Linked DNA regions of Rattus norvegicus: region 2 is linked to region 1. The links are chromatin contacts, called in public Hi-C maps. All regions are on one chromosome and are shown on one strand. Each heading gives the region's core, a stretch centred on a gene start, on an enhancer-like site or on the middle of the called end of the contact. The rest is flanking DNA. Distances are from core to core; before and after follow the strand shown.

The links. A called contact is a pair of places that touch in the nucleus more often than the background predicts.
Region 2: a Hi-C map of Schwann cells shows a contact between it and region 1, with 7 times the contacts expected there. The contact joins the enhancer-like site here to the promoter of Slc4a7 in region 1. A contact is called at or near these places in 6 of 12 Hi-C or Micro-C datasets (the A7r5 cell line, Schwann cells, frontal cortex and 3 more).

Annotation. Positions count from the first base shown.
Region 1 is chr15:13,091,984-13,098,687 of GRCr8, reverse strand. It overlaps Slc4a7 (solute carrier family 4 member 7), which reads left to right and starts at 3,396. Exons shown (of 25, transcript NM_001270861.2): 1 at 3,396-3,607. The coding sequence starts at 3,560.
Region 2 is chr15:13,230,548-13,237,679 of GRCr8, reverse strand. No RefSeq gene overlaps it. Among named protein-coding and RNA genes, the nearest start is that of Or2t35, 61 kb to the left of the region's middle. Within about 2 kb of position 3,304, at least 13 of the 93 cell types and tissues checked have an H3K27ac peak or open chromatin away from gene starts, as enhancers often do. A contact at or near this core is called in the A7r5 cell line and Schwann cells, where this site is marked.

The DNA.
Region 1 (6,704 bases), core at 2,147-4,646:
TACAGACTGGGAAAAGATTTTTTTTTTTTTTTTTTACCAACTACACATCCGGTTGAGGGCTAGTATCCAAAACATACACATACGAAGAACCAAAAAGCAAAATGTCAAGAAAACAATAATACGACTTTAAGAGGGGGTACAGATCTAAACGATTTTCAATAGAGGAAACACAAATGGCTGAAAAATCCTTAAAGGAATGTTCAACACTTTTAGCTAACAGGGAAATGCAAATCAAACTTCTTTGAGATTTAATCTTATTCCTGTCAGAATGGGTAAGATCATCAAAACAAATAACAGCTCATGTTGGCAAGGATACAGAGTAAGAGGAACACTCATCCACTGCTGGGGGAAGTGCAGACTTGTACAGCCATTATGGAAATCAGAGCGGTGGCTCCTCGAGAAGATGGGAGTCAATCTGCCTCAAGATCCAGCTCTACCAGTCTTTGGCGTTCGTCCAAAGGACACTTCATTCTACCACAGGGACATCTGTTTATCCATGAAATCTGCCAAATAGGGGGTAGACAGAGCCCCTACTGGCCGTCCCTTGTCACCAAGGAACTTCTAGTACCAGGATTAGGTTATAATTTAATGGAGCTGTTGGCCAAAGAGCTCACATCAGAATCTTCAAAAAACCCAGGCTGTTGCCAAGACAACAGGTTTCTTTTTCACACACTGAGGGTCAGGCCCCGTTGCTGAAGACAACAGCAACACAACTCATCACCGGACATGGAGAGATTGGGCTGGTTGCCTGCATAGAGTCTTTGCCCCTATGTTCTAGGGCCTTTGCTACAGAAAGGTACTGTGCGGGCTCTCAAAAGAGAAACTTAAAACAACCAGCCTGCCACAAACCCTGTGATCTACAATGATGTGCCTAAAAGATCCATTAGGAAAATGGCAGCACAAAGTCTGTGAGAGTAAACCAACCCAGTAACTGATTTGACTTAAGGGACACTCTACGAGATGGCATCCATACCTAACACTGCTTGGATGACCAGAGACTAGATTGCTTAGGGACCGCTGGTTCTTATGGTGCCTATGGTAATACCAAATACTACTGGCCTAAAAAAAAAAGAAGGAAAAAAAAAGAGTAGTGATAAAATGACTCCCGCTGACATTCTGCTAAACTCATAGATAGAGTCTTGCTCAGCCATCATCAAGGAGGCTTTCTTCTGCAGCAAAAAGAAACAAATACAGAGACTCACAGCCAGACATTAAGAAGATGGGGGGGGGTAGGTATGAACTCACAGTGACTGAAACAACATTATAAGATTCCTTAGTGTGCAAAAGAGTGGGTCTATGATTCTTGTCCTTTTTTTTAAAAATTCTTTTCTTTCTATTGGTTTTCCCTGTCCAACTTTGATGTTATATATTTTGCTATAAGAGAGTTTAGAACAGATTCTTTGTGTATGTGTGCCTGTGTGTTTACATGTTCGTATGTCTGTGGGAACACGTATGTGGAGATACATGTGCATGTATGTGTGCAAGTGGAGGTGTAAAGGTGAGGTTGGTGTCTTTCGCAATCACCCTCCACTTTTAATTGTTGGGTCTGGGTTGCTCAGTTGGACCGAGACCGTGCTATGGACAAGTCTAGGTAGCTGGCTTGGTTGGGAGAACATTGTTATCTGATGTGCAAATACTAGGATTACAAGTGACTGTAACACCTGCCTGGCTATCTTGTAAGTTATAGGGACCTGAACTTGGTTCTCATGATTGCCGGGCAAGAGATTTATCCAGCAAGCCAGCCCCTTGTTCAGTATAAAGTGTATTCACTGCCTGGGGGATGTTGCTGGGTAGTACAATACTTGTTTGGCAGGAGTGAGGCCCTAGTTTAAACTCCCAGTACAGAAAAACCAAAACAATGTCAATAAATTCATCGATCCAACAATTATTCCTTTTCATTCTTTTTTCACTTCTCCACCTTTACTGATAGCTTTTAAAATTGTACTTAGTGGGGTATTAGAATGGTACAGAAGAGGTCTTCTACTTAGTAGAACCCTGAGTTAGTTATTTCTCTAAGTCTCCACTTCCTTATCTGTAAAATGGGAACACAACACTATCCTAGTCTATTTGGTGTGGTTATATAGAATGACATAATGAGTCATTTATAAAGAAAAAAAATTTCTCACAGTTCTGAAGATGGTGGGAGGATTACATTTGGTGAAACTTCTTCCTGTCAACATGAATGTGAGAGCAGAAGATCTGATGGGCATTTATGAGGGAGCAAAGGATGCATTTGTAGTCCCAGATCCTTAGTTTCTAATCTGCTCATGAGCTCATGAAGCTCTTCTGTCTTAAATACCCTATTTCTCAACACCATTGCTTTGGGAATTAAGTTTCCAATACAGGTTTTGGGGGAACACAGTCAAATCACATACAAACATACTTTATAGTATTGTGTGGATTAAAGAGGGGACATGTTTGCAAAATGTCACCGTCTGTAATTCTAGGTCTTTTCAAATGGTAGCTGTTATTAATGGAAGCACACCTGCTCTTAGACTTTTTGCCAGCCTACCCTGTATCTCTCTGGGAAATTTAGAACAAAGCAGGAAGGGGTCTAGGACTCAAGGCAGAACAGTCATCCAGTACACTATTTCCTATTTATTGTTGATAATGGGTAGGTGAGTCTTGACCTGCTGATAGGTATTTCCTTCCACAGTCAGATTTAGATTTTCTCAGCTCAACTTTTTATTGTCTTTATTAACATCCTGTTAACAATAGTGATAAGCATGCCACAAATGACACACCTTCACAGAGGGACAGAAATGTACCTCAATGACCATGTGTGATGGAGGCCATCACCTACACGCTCAGGCGGATATTGGACAATCGCCCTACCTATTGAGTCGTGGGACCAGGCCAGTGCAGGGAGTACACGAGGCAAGTGGTTAAGTGAATACCCTCTTTTACAGGGCCCACGGATAGTTACCACTAGGAGAGAAACTTGCAGAGGCAGAGAAGGAATCGGGCGTCGTCCTGTCTGCTTGTAAAACACGTGGTAAGGAGCCGAATGGGGTGATGACCCCATTCCACTTCGAAAGTCTGTAGAACTTCCGATTCGAAAAACTGAGTTCCACTCTCAGCCTCGGTCAATTAAGCCTTTACAAAGAGGGGCGGGGCCTCCGGGAAACTGACCGTGGGGGGCGGGGGCGGACAGAACCTCCCGAACTGCTGATTGGCTCAAACGAATGTCTGTCTGCTTCTGCCTCCGCCCCACCTCCGAGCCTCTTAGCCAGTGGAGGCGGTCGCTCGATGCCGGCCCTGGTGCCAAACAGGCAGGGGGCGTGCTCCGGGGGGGCGTGCCGGAGCGCGCCCCGCCCCCACCAGCCAGCCCCGCCCCCGTCCCGCCCCCGTCCCGGCGCGGCAGCCTCCTCCGCGCCGCGTCCTCTGGCTCTCTCAGTCCTCGCGGCACGCCGTTGCTTCTCACCCTGAGAACGCCCCTCGCCCGCAGTCGGCGCCTCACTCCGCGGCCAGCTCTCCGCGGCCAGCGCTCCGCACAGGGTCGCCCTCCGCGTGCCCGTCTCTGCCGCGGTCGCGGCCTCTCAGAGCTCCCAGGCGGGCCATGGAGGCAGACGGGGCCGGCGAGCAGATGAGACCGCTACTCACGCGGGTAAGGAGCGGGGAGGCCGAGGTCGGCAGACAAAGGCGGCGGCGTGGCGGGGCTGCCGGCGGCCTGTGCCGGCGACTGCGCGCCCTCGTCGCCTTTGTGTGTCGGGGGGCGGCCGGCTTGGAGCGGACGCGCGTGTCCGCCGCCGCAGTGTCCCGCTCTCAGCCGCGCGGCGCCAGCCACCGTGTTCTCCCGCCGCGTGGACGCTGCAGTCCTTGAGCCCAGGCTGCTCTTCCTGCGCCCTCCGCCTTCAGCCTCTGGCCGGAGTCGGGACCGGCCCTCGGGGCCGGCGCTCTGTGGAGTGTTAGGTCGCAGGCTCAGGAGAAGGACCGTGCGTGCAATGTCCTCCTCCGGGCCCCATAGAAAGAGAATGGACCGAGAGAGACCCTAGTACTCAGCGCTGCGCGTCACCAAGCCAGCCGACCCCGCTTTCCCATTGAGACTAGCAAGCAGCTTGAGTAAAGGCGGACTTGGGACTTGCAGAAATGGGGTTCTCATTTAGACGGGGGATGTGGGAGGAGGACGACACACACCAGTGGCCCGTTCTCAAGAAACAGGAACGCGTTTGTGCCCACAGAGGAAACTGCCTTCTTTCAAAGGCTGTGACTCAAACGATGGGGTGGTATTAATTTTCCTACTTCCAATTTTTACTCTGACCAGTGAAAGGGGAAGCAAGGTTGCAGGAATGAATTTTCCAGTCTTTTCAAAGCAAGGAAAAGGATATTTTGCCTTTTTTTTTTTTAAGTAGAATTTTCCTTAAGATCCTCTTCCTATGTTACTTTAAAGGTTATTGTGGAGGCCGTGGGCAGTGGTCATTCATTACTTCACCATGTTCTAAGCTCTTTAAATATAAAGGAAAACTTGAGTCTTAAGACTGTGAAGTTGTTCTGCAGTAGTAAACTCCCAAGCATTCTTTTATGGCCTTTGAATGAACCTTTACGACCTTCTCCAAGGGTATCTGTCAAACACACTGTTGCTTATTCTTAACCTTATTTTCACAGTTTTAGCTGGACAGTAAACAGTATCAGTTTTCATAAACCAGGGCAAAATGATGTGTTCTCAAACACTGTCTTCTTAGTCTGAAATAGTACATAGTAAGGCTCTTGCCATCCATCCGTCCGTCCGTCCGTCCATCCATCCATCCATCCATCCATCCATCCATCCACTCACCCATCCATTCTGTGTTGTAACTTATTGAGAATCTATTTTGTAAGTGTCCAGAGTAGAACCAGCTTTTCCCTAATAGAAGCTTCTTTCAGAGGGGTATGGGTGTGTGTCTACAACAAGAGACAGGGCAGGGGACAAGCAGAGGACAAGGAACTCTGAGTTCTGTTATTAGTAGCATGATAGGAGAGTATTTTGGAAGGTCATATTCCCTAAGTCTTTGGGAGAATAAAATGTGGCAATAGTAAACTTAGAGGAATTAATAACAGAAGTAGGGGGCCGGAGAGACGGCTCAGCCATTAAGAGCAGTGGATGCTTTTTCATAGGACCCAGGTTCAATTCCCAGCGCCCACTTGGCAGCTTACAACTGCTAATAATTCCTCTGCCCAGAGGATCTGACACCCTCATATGGACATACACGCAGGCAAAGCAGCAATAAAAGATAAATTATAATGGAGAAATAAAATTCTGTGAGCTTCTAGTTCAAAACTAGCAAGTGAAAGTAGGCTAAAATAGTGGAGGGCACTCTGCTTTTTGAAAGGTGGGACACTTTACTTGAAAAATCATAAAAATGAGATACTCTGATGTTTGTCCTTTGTAACTTTTTTTTTTCTTGAGACAGGGACCTACATTGTCCTCAGGCAGGCCTCAACCTTGCAACAATCCTTCTGTTTTAGCCACACTAGCACTTAGATTACAGTCATGAGCCACTATGTCCAGCTCTCAGCTATAACTTTTACCTCACAATAGACAGGCCTAGCCAAAAGAGTTGACTAAAACTGATATTTATGTACTACCTTAAGTTTATAATTTTGCAAAAATATTTGAGTAGCCATTAAGTTGGAGGCCATTTACATTACTTTGTAACTGGAGCCCATCCCTCTCATAATTTAGTATTATGATTTTACACTGACTATAGAATTGGAAAGAAAACTTTTACCTTGCATTATCTTTTGTTTTGAGAAATTTATTTGGGTGAGGGGGAAGCTCATCTATGCTAGGCATATGCCACCATGTCTGTCTGCAACATTTGTTTTGCACTAATAAAAGCGTCACCATTGAAGGCATCATTTGGAATGTATCAAAATCTCATTTTTTTAGTGTTGGGTAAGTAGTTATTTATTAGTCATTTTTTTTTTTCTAGTGTGGATTGTAACATATAGTGCCAGTTCTCCAGTTTCAGCAGAGAAGCTTTCTTTTGGGCATTTTGGGAATGTACCATGAAGAAGTCGCTTCTATGATTTCTCTCATTTTTAGACTTTTTTTTTTTTTTTTTTTTAAAAGGAAGGTTTCCCTGTGTGTTTGAGACTGATTTTGAATTCCCCACATAGCACACACTGGCATCAAAGTTTGCATCACTTTCCTGCTTCAACTTCAAATGCTGGAATTATAGGCATGCTTCACTTTACCAGCTTCACCTTATAACTACCAAGTATCTCATGGATACTGGGTCCTGGAAAATAGTCATACCAGGTAGATGGAGCCCTGCTTTGGGCATGTTGGGCATGTTGGGTGAACATGCTGGCTGATGACCTTTTACATTTGATCTGTGAATGCCAGTTAAAATATTGCACGATTCTGTTAGAAATATTTCTTGGAAGAAATAGGTATTAAGCTACAAGGAATAAGACTCAAATAATCCAGTTTTTGTGAGTCTGTAAATATCCCCCTTTTGGGGAACTGGGAGTCAGAACTCATAGTCTTTACATATATGGCACCCCAGGTATATTACCAGAGCTTCCTTTACCTTCTTTGGTCTGTTCTTGGTAACTTGAGGCTATACTCCATGAGCTTGTAACAGTTAAGGGAGAGGCAGTACGCCTGTCACTTGTCCAAGTGAGACTAGACTTAGGTTGGAGGACAGTTGTGTTTGATAGTGAGGCCAGGTTATGGCTGCTTTAAGAACACGGGATATGAAAATTAGCATGCTCTTACA
Region 2 (7,132 bases), core at 2,055-4,554, 140 kb before region 1:
GCTTCCTGGGTCTGACGGAGATGGACAGCATCTGGCAGAACACAGTTGGTCAGAGTGAATACAGGTAATGGGTCAAAACATTTCTCCAGAGACGAAAACCATCAGGATTAGGACACAGGAAGCCTAAATGTACGGACTGGACCGACAGATGCTAAGAGATGAGACAGGGGACTCAGAATGTGCCGTCAAACTCTTTTATGTAAGATGTCTGAGAGCTTGCCTGCCCTCTGTGTGCTTCTTCCCTCTGTGTGCCTCTCCCACCACTTCCACAACCGTATGTTCAGTTGTATGGAACAGCCTACATGCATTCAACATCCACGGGACTAACCCTTTAAATCTGCATGTCTTTCCAAATCTAGGTTCTTCGGTCCCACTGAGACAAAACAAAAAAAAAACAAAAAAAACAAAAAACAAAAAAAACAAAAAAAAAACCTTCACCCCCCAGATTATAGCAGGTTACAATGGTGAGGACTAAGTACGGTTAATATTTCCATCCCACATTCTTAGTACTATTTGTTCCCTAACTAAGACAAGGAGAGCTGATTCCATCATGTGTCCCTCAGACTAGAAATGATTCTTGATGTACAGCCACCAAAACTAGATAAGATTGATGAAGCTAAAAAATGCATGCTGAAAGGGACCAGATACAGATCTCTCCTGAGAGACACATCCAGAGCATGTCCAATACAGAAATCACCGAACTGAGAACAGGACCCCCTTGGGCAGAATTAGAGGAAGGATTGAAAGAGTTGAAGGAGCTTGCAATCCCATAAGAACGACAATGCCAACCAACCAGAGTTTCCAGGGACTAAACTTCTACCAAAAGTCTATACATGGACTGACCCAGGGCTCCAACTACATATGTAGCAGAGAATAGCCTTGTTGGGGCACCAGTGGAAGGGAAAGCCCTTGGTCCTGCCAAAGTTGGACCCCCAGTACAAAGGAATATGGGGGTGGCAGTAAGGGGGATGTATGGGGGGAAATACCCATATGGGGGGGAGGGTAAAGGATGGGGGCTTATGGACAGGAAACCTGGAAAGGGAATAACATTGGAAATGTAAGTAAAGAAATATATCTAATAAAACATTTTTAAAAAAGAAATGATTCTTGCCTTGGAGACTGGTCCCTTTCTACCTTAAGAGCTAGCTTGTGTCCTTTCCCCAAATGAGTTCCTTCTCATTCCTGCAGAGAATCAGCAGAAAGGCCAAGGAGAAGGCCGGGTCAGAAACAAGAAAAAAAATCCTTTCCCGAACAGTGATATGTGGTCTATGGTCTTCATGCATGAAGCTCTTTAGCAGCAGGTGGCAAGAGGCATGGGAAGATTTGGGTTGAGAGTTGCATGGTCTATAATGAATTCCATATGACATCACAGGTCTAGAAGATGTCTATTGATGGACTATAAGCAAAAGATCAACTTAAGTTGTGCATTCTTCAGGGGCAGAATATGAAGCAGACCTATATGGATTGTGCTAAGAGTAAACCTCCCTAATTCTAAGATATTGAGAGACAAAGTCAAGGTGTGGAATAACGGAGTTCAAGATGCCATGGCCTCTACTAGAGTCACCGCATACAAAGACAGTGTGTTTAAGGTTTGTACCTCTCTCCTCCGTGGCCTCTGGGCCACATTTGAAGCCTCTGGCAAGCTGTGGCATCTGTCCTGACACTGCCATTTAAGGGAAGGCTTTGTATCTTTTGCTGATTCAGGCAGCAGTGGGGATTAATGACGTGTTGGGTGGAGTGTCCCAACCCACATTAAGCTGTTGCCAAGATAACTGTTGCATCAGCTTGCACTAAGATGGGACAGGCAGCTACAGAGGAGGAAGTCAGAGCACAGCCTTCCTGGACTCAGGAACCTGCTTTCAGAAAGGGAAGAAAAGTTCCCCTCTCTGCATAAAGCCTGCATTTAAAAATCTATGATTCTTTGATACTTTGACAAACACAGCTCCCAATACGAGGTGGTATCAGAAATTAGAACATACCACTGCCGTTGGGGGGAAGCTCTGATTGTCTGGACTACAGACTTGCAGATGTGAGAGGGGGCTTGTTGCTGGTGGCAAAGGCTGATGTGGTCTCAGATAACCAGATTGAGGCTTCTACTCAGACGGTCTAGACTCCTGTCATCAGCAGAGAAAGAATCTGGAAGGGAGACAAAATGAGGCATTGGGAAGAAGGTTTACAGGCCACTCAAGAGAACCATATCACTGTGGTATTCCATAGTTCAGCTTGTGATGGTGGGAGATTTTTGGGATTGTTCCCTGGATAGAATTATCTTTTTAATCTGTCCTTATAAGGGCTTTCTGGTATGTCATGGCATCAAATGCATGATGAGAACAGCAATTCTGCCAGACCAGCGATCTAGAAATGAGAGCATAGTGAAACCAAGGCCATTCACATTGGCCATGTGGGTTCCCGATGGTGTCAATGGTTTTTCATTGTGTGAATAGCCCCACAATGTCATAACACTGTTCTACAGTTGCATCGGCTCTGTGTGTCTGCATCTTTGGTCCCATTATGCTTCAAGTCTACCTCAGACTAGACTGAAGAAAAGATGGTTTCCCTCCCACAGAAATGTAAACTGTTGATAGTATACAGGGAGCAGCTGCGGCTGCAAAGACTGACTGACTGATGAAAACTTCAGTGATGTAGAGATATGGAAATGTCACAATCCTGGAGCCAAATTGTCTCAGGATAGCTTGAGCCCACTTAATAGATTTATTTCACACCTTGGTTTGAAATTAGTAATGTTTGTAATTAGTGGGTAAATCTTTTGGACATATGAAAAGACTCAGAGATTTTAACATCTCAAAAGCTACAAATGTCATAGGTAAAACCTGAGGCTTATAGCAAAGATTTCCCTACTTTGCTGGGGTCGTCCCACCTGAGGTTTCTATCAATGTACTTGAAAGGTGCTTTGATTTCTTATTTTGTTTGTTCTGTCACTATTTTCTAGAACATTTCATGAAATTGCTGCCATGCTGGGTCATGGAGTTTGTGTCCCCAGACCATGGTCATTCATCTTCAGCCCCAGAATAAACTATCTCTTATCCCCCTGGAAAAGAAAGCTGTGTTTCTTGCATCGACAGAGACATGATTCTTGGCCTGAATCCCACCCAGGAATTTCTGAGCTAAATGCCACTCCACCAAAATAAGAAGCATCCGTTACGAGTGCTAAAATGTGACATTTACAGCAAGGCACAAAGAGAGAGAACAAAGAATATTATTTCTGTGCCTTAATCACAACCAGCTGCCAGGCTGCCATAGTCATCAATGGGCTCCATTGGGCCCTGGGGGGTTTTCACATTGGCCGTTCTAAATGAGACATATCCTCTGGGCTGTAAACTGGAGTTTCCTGGTAGGCGGTGGATGATGCAGCTGAGCTCATCGCAGGAAATCCCAGTGCTCTGAGGATCCCTTTGCCTTTGCTATGGACTCTTGATTTCTATCTTCTCTCAGAATAAGAAACCTTTATTCAAAGTTCAAAGCTGTGAGAAGCCCACACGGCTCATTCTGTGATGCGTTCTGGACGAGTTCCATCTAACACAGGGCTTCTCAACTCAACTGTGTGTGTTATAGTCTTGTGTAAGGTCTTAAATCATGGATGCTGAGGCCCTACTTCAAACCCGTTCACTGTCGTCTTGTACTCTCCACTGAACTTTATATCAAGGCTGACTGACTGACTAGAACTTCACTGACTATGGGGAAGCAGGCATGTCACAGGTATTAGCCACTCACTGTCTGACCAAAGATCCTTGTGTCATGAACCCTTTGGGATATAGTAAGGTAGCAGACCACCAACTTTCATCAAAAGCTAATAATGCCATCATACGGTACCTGAGACTCATAACAGAGGTTTTCCTACTTTGCTATATATAATCAGCCTACCTGATATTTCTCCCAATGCGTCTGGAAAGTGTTGAGGTAACCTGTTTTTGTTTTTGTTTTTGTTTTTTTTTTTAACTTTCTATAAAGATATGTCTCTATATTTTCAATTGTTAATTCTGTACTGGTAGAGAGCTAAATGCTGACAAGATTAGAGTATTGTCATTTCCATGGCCTGTCACTGGTCTTACATTTGTAAATACATGTCCTCCCACACCTGTTCAGATACTTGAAAGTCAGACAGCTCTCTATGCCTAGAGGCAGTCTAGAGTTGTATCAGACATGGTCTCACTGCTAATTGGTTGTAATAAATATCTGATGACCAACAGTTGGGCAGGAAGTAGAGGGCAGAAATTCAGAGAGAGGAGAGGAGGGGAGGGGAGGGGAGGAGAGGGGGGAGAGAGAGAGGAAGAGGGAGAGGGAGAGGGAGAGGGAGAGGGAGAGAGAGAGAGAGAGAGAGAGAGAGAGAGAGAGAGAGAGAGAGAGAAGCAGGAGATTCAGAAAATGGACATGGAGGGCAACAGATGAGCAGAGAGGAGCAAAAAAAGGTCTAGAGCTAGCCATGTGGCAGGTCATGAGCAATACAGTCAGGTTAAGTTATATGAGGTAGCTGGGAGACTGTCCAAGTAAAAGGCCTAAACTTTAAATTATATAATTCATTAGCTGTACCACTGGTGGGTCAGAGAAAATCCTGCTATAGAAAAGTTTCTTGATTTATTATTTTCCTTGTGCTGTTATTATTAAAATGTCATGAAACTTTGACCATAATGGAATATAGAGTTTAGGGGTTATGGTATTTTCCATTTGCTGTGATAAAACACTGACTACAAGCACCTTAGGAGGAAAAGGTAATTTGGCTCGCAAGTTAGCACTCATTTTCAGGGGAAGCCAAGGCAGGAGTCTGAAAGCAGCAGTTGAAGCCAGGGGCCACAAAAGAATGGCAGTTACTGATTTAATTCCTGCCTCTGCTCAGCCAGCTTCCTTATACATCACAGGATCCCCTTCCCAGAGGTACCACCATTCACTCTGGGCTGGATGCTTCTCCATCAGTTAGTAATCAAGAAAATGCCCTATACGCATGCCCATAGACTACTCTGATTGAGACAATTTCTTAATTGGGGTTCCCTTCTCATAACCATGTCAAGGTGACAACCAAAAGCAAGCATCACCCTGGGGTAACCTGAATCTGTACCTCCAGTCATTCATATCTAGATGGTTCTAGAATAAACCATCTCTTATCTACTTTAAGGTGAGGGCTATGGCTTTTCATTTTGTCAGAAACATTCCTGCTGAGTACAGTACGGAGCCAAGTTCGGGAGTCAGCCCTAAAAAGCCCCTGGTGTTGTGAGGTATCCATCAGAAAAGATCACTCAGACATGGGTTCAAACCAATAGGAAGTTTTTATTAGCTGGTCAGCAGCTACATTGGGTGTTTGGGACTGAGTGAAACCCTGAGCCTTTCTCAGGGTGGGCTTTTAAGCACAAAAACACATCCTGGGTGGACACACCTCAGCCAACAAGAACAGTTAGCCAGAAGCAGAACTACAGAAAACAAAAATCAACATTAATACATTTAGGGACTTTCATAGAAACATGGACTTTGATGGATTAGGTTTTGTTCTCATTTAGGAAGGTGTTTCTGCCTATGTGCTGGGTTCCAAGGCCCGAGCATGACTTTCATCAGTGTGCTAGATCTGGAGACCTGATACACTGAAAACATGATGCTGGGACCTAGACCAATGCTCTATACTCCATATCTCTAGAGAGACACACATTTGCCTAAAGTGAAGAAAAGGGACAAAATAAATATTAACCTTGATAGCACACAGACATATGAGGTAGTGTGTCTCTGTTTCAAGAATGTCAAAAACACATCTCAGAATGAAAATCTTAAATAACTGACTGATCGGTTAGCCAGACAACATCACACTTAGATGCCAATGAGAACAGATCCCTCCCTTGTAATCAGCTTTGAACACGACCTCCGGTTTCCCTAGCAACACGATTTTAAAAGAAAAAAAAAAGCATCCCAGTTGCCCTCCTTGGAATTTAAAATGCCATCCAAAAAGGGGGAGAATGAAGATATCAAAGCTTTATTGAAGCTAATTTAGGAAGCACTGCTTCTGGGTAAAAAGGATTGAGTTCTGTGTTCTACCTGGCCCCAAGTGGACATGGCGTTCTAAGGTATCATCAACAGTACATATTGTTGTCTCCTCCCTTAAGAGTTAATACACTTGCCTCTATCAATCTCCTGACTGGGAGACCCAGGAAAGCTGATATCCCTGAAGACAGCTTAATGAGACAGGAAAGAAAAATTATCCCCTTAATGTAATCATATATGCTTATGTGCCCCAGAAGGTCTTCCCCTGAGACACTTGAAGATCTTCACTGCTAAGCCTGCCTGCTTCTCTGAATTCTAACTAAAAAGGTAACCTTTTTCCCCCTTCTTTGTACCTCTTCTTGGGATACCACACAAAATTTTCATCAGGATTTCCCTATACACTCTCACTCTGTCTCTGCTGAACAAGCCTGTTTCCTTGGCCCCTAACTCAAAAGACATAGAATACTAACTACATCGTCTCCATCTCCCTCTTCCAGCAGCTGTCTCGCCTGAGAGCTAGCAAGCTCTATGGTTTCTCTCTCGGGCTCTTACAAAATGGTCCTCCAGCTTTCTTCTGAGCCCTTTTATAAAGTCTTTTACCAACAAGATAAAAAATCCACAAAAGAGAACTCTGGTAACAAATTTCAGTGAAGCAAACACTAGGCATCCAACCATGGAAACACATCCAAATCCGCTGATATTGGAAATAAATTTACACTGTGGCCATTGACAGTTCTTTGTTCGTTCGTCTGTTTTGCTGTGGTTGTTTTGGATTCTTTTTCTTTTGTTTTGTTTTTAATGTGAATTTTCTGATAAGCTATTTCTTCACTGGTAAAATGAGTCAATCCAAACTGGATTAGATTATATTATTAAATAAGGGTTTATTGTGAAACTGCTCTCATGTGGACAAGTTCACTGGCCCAAAGGAAGGAGCCCTAGGAAGTCACCATGGGAAGGGAGTGAGAAGAGTGAAAAGAGAGAAGGGGGGAGGCAGAGAGGGAAGAGGGAGGAGGGGAAGGTTGGGGACAGAGAGAGAGAGAAAAAAAGAGAGAGGGGGGAGGAGAAAGAGGGGGAGGGAAAAAGAATGTCTGGATTACATAAAGAAGAACCTCTGGGAAAAGGGCAGCCCAGCCTCTGGGCTGGAAAGTTCAGG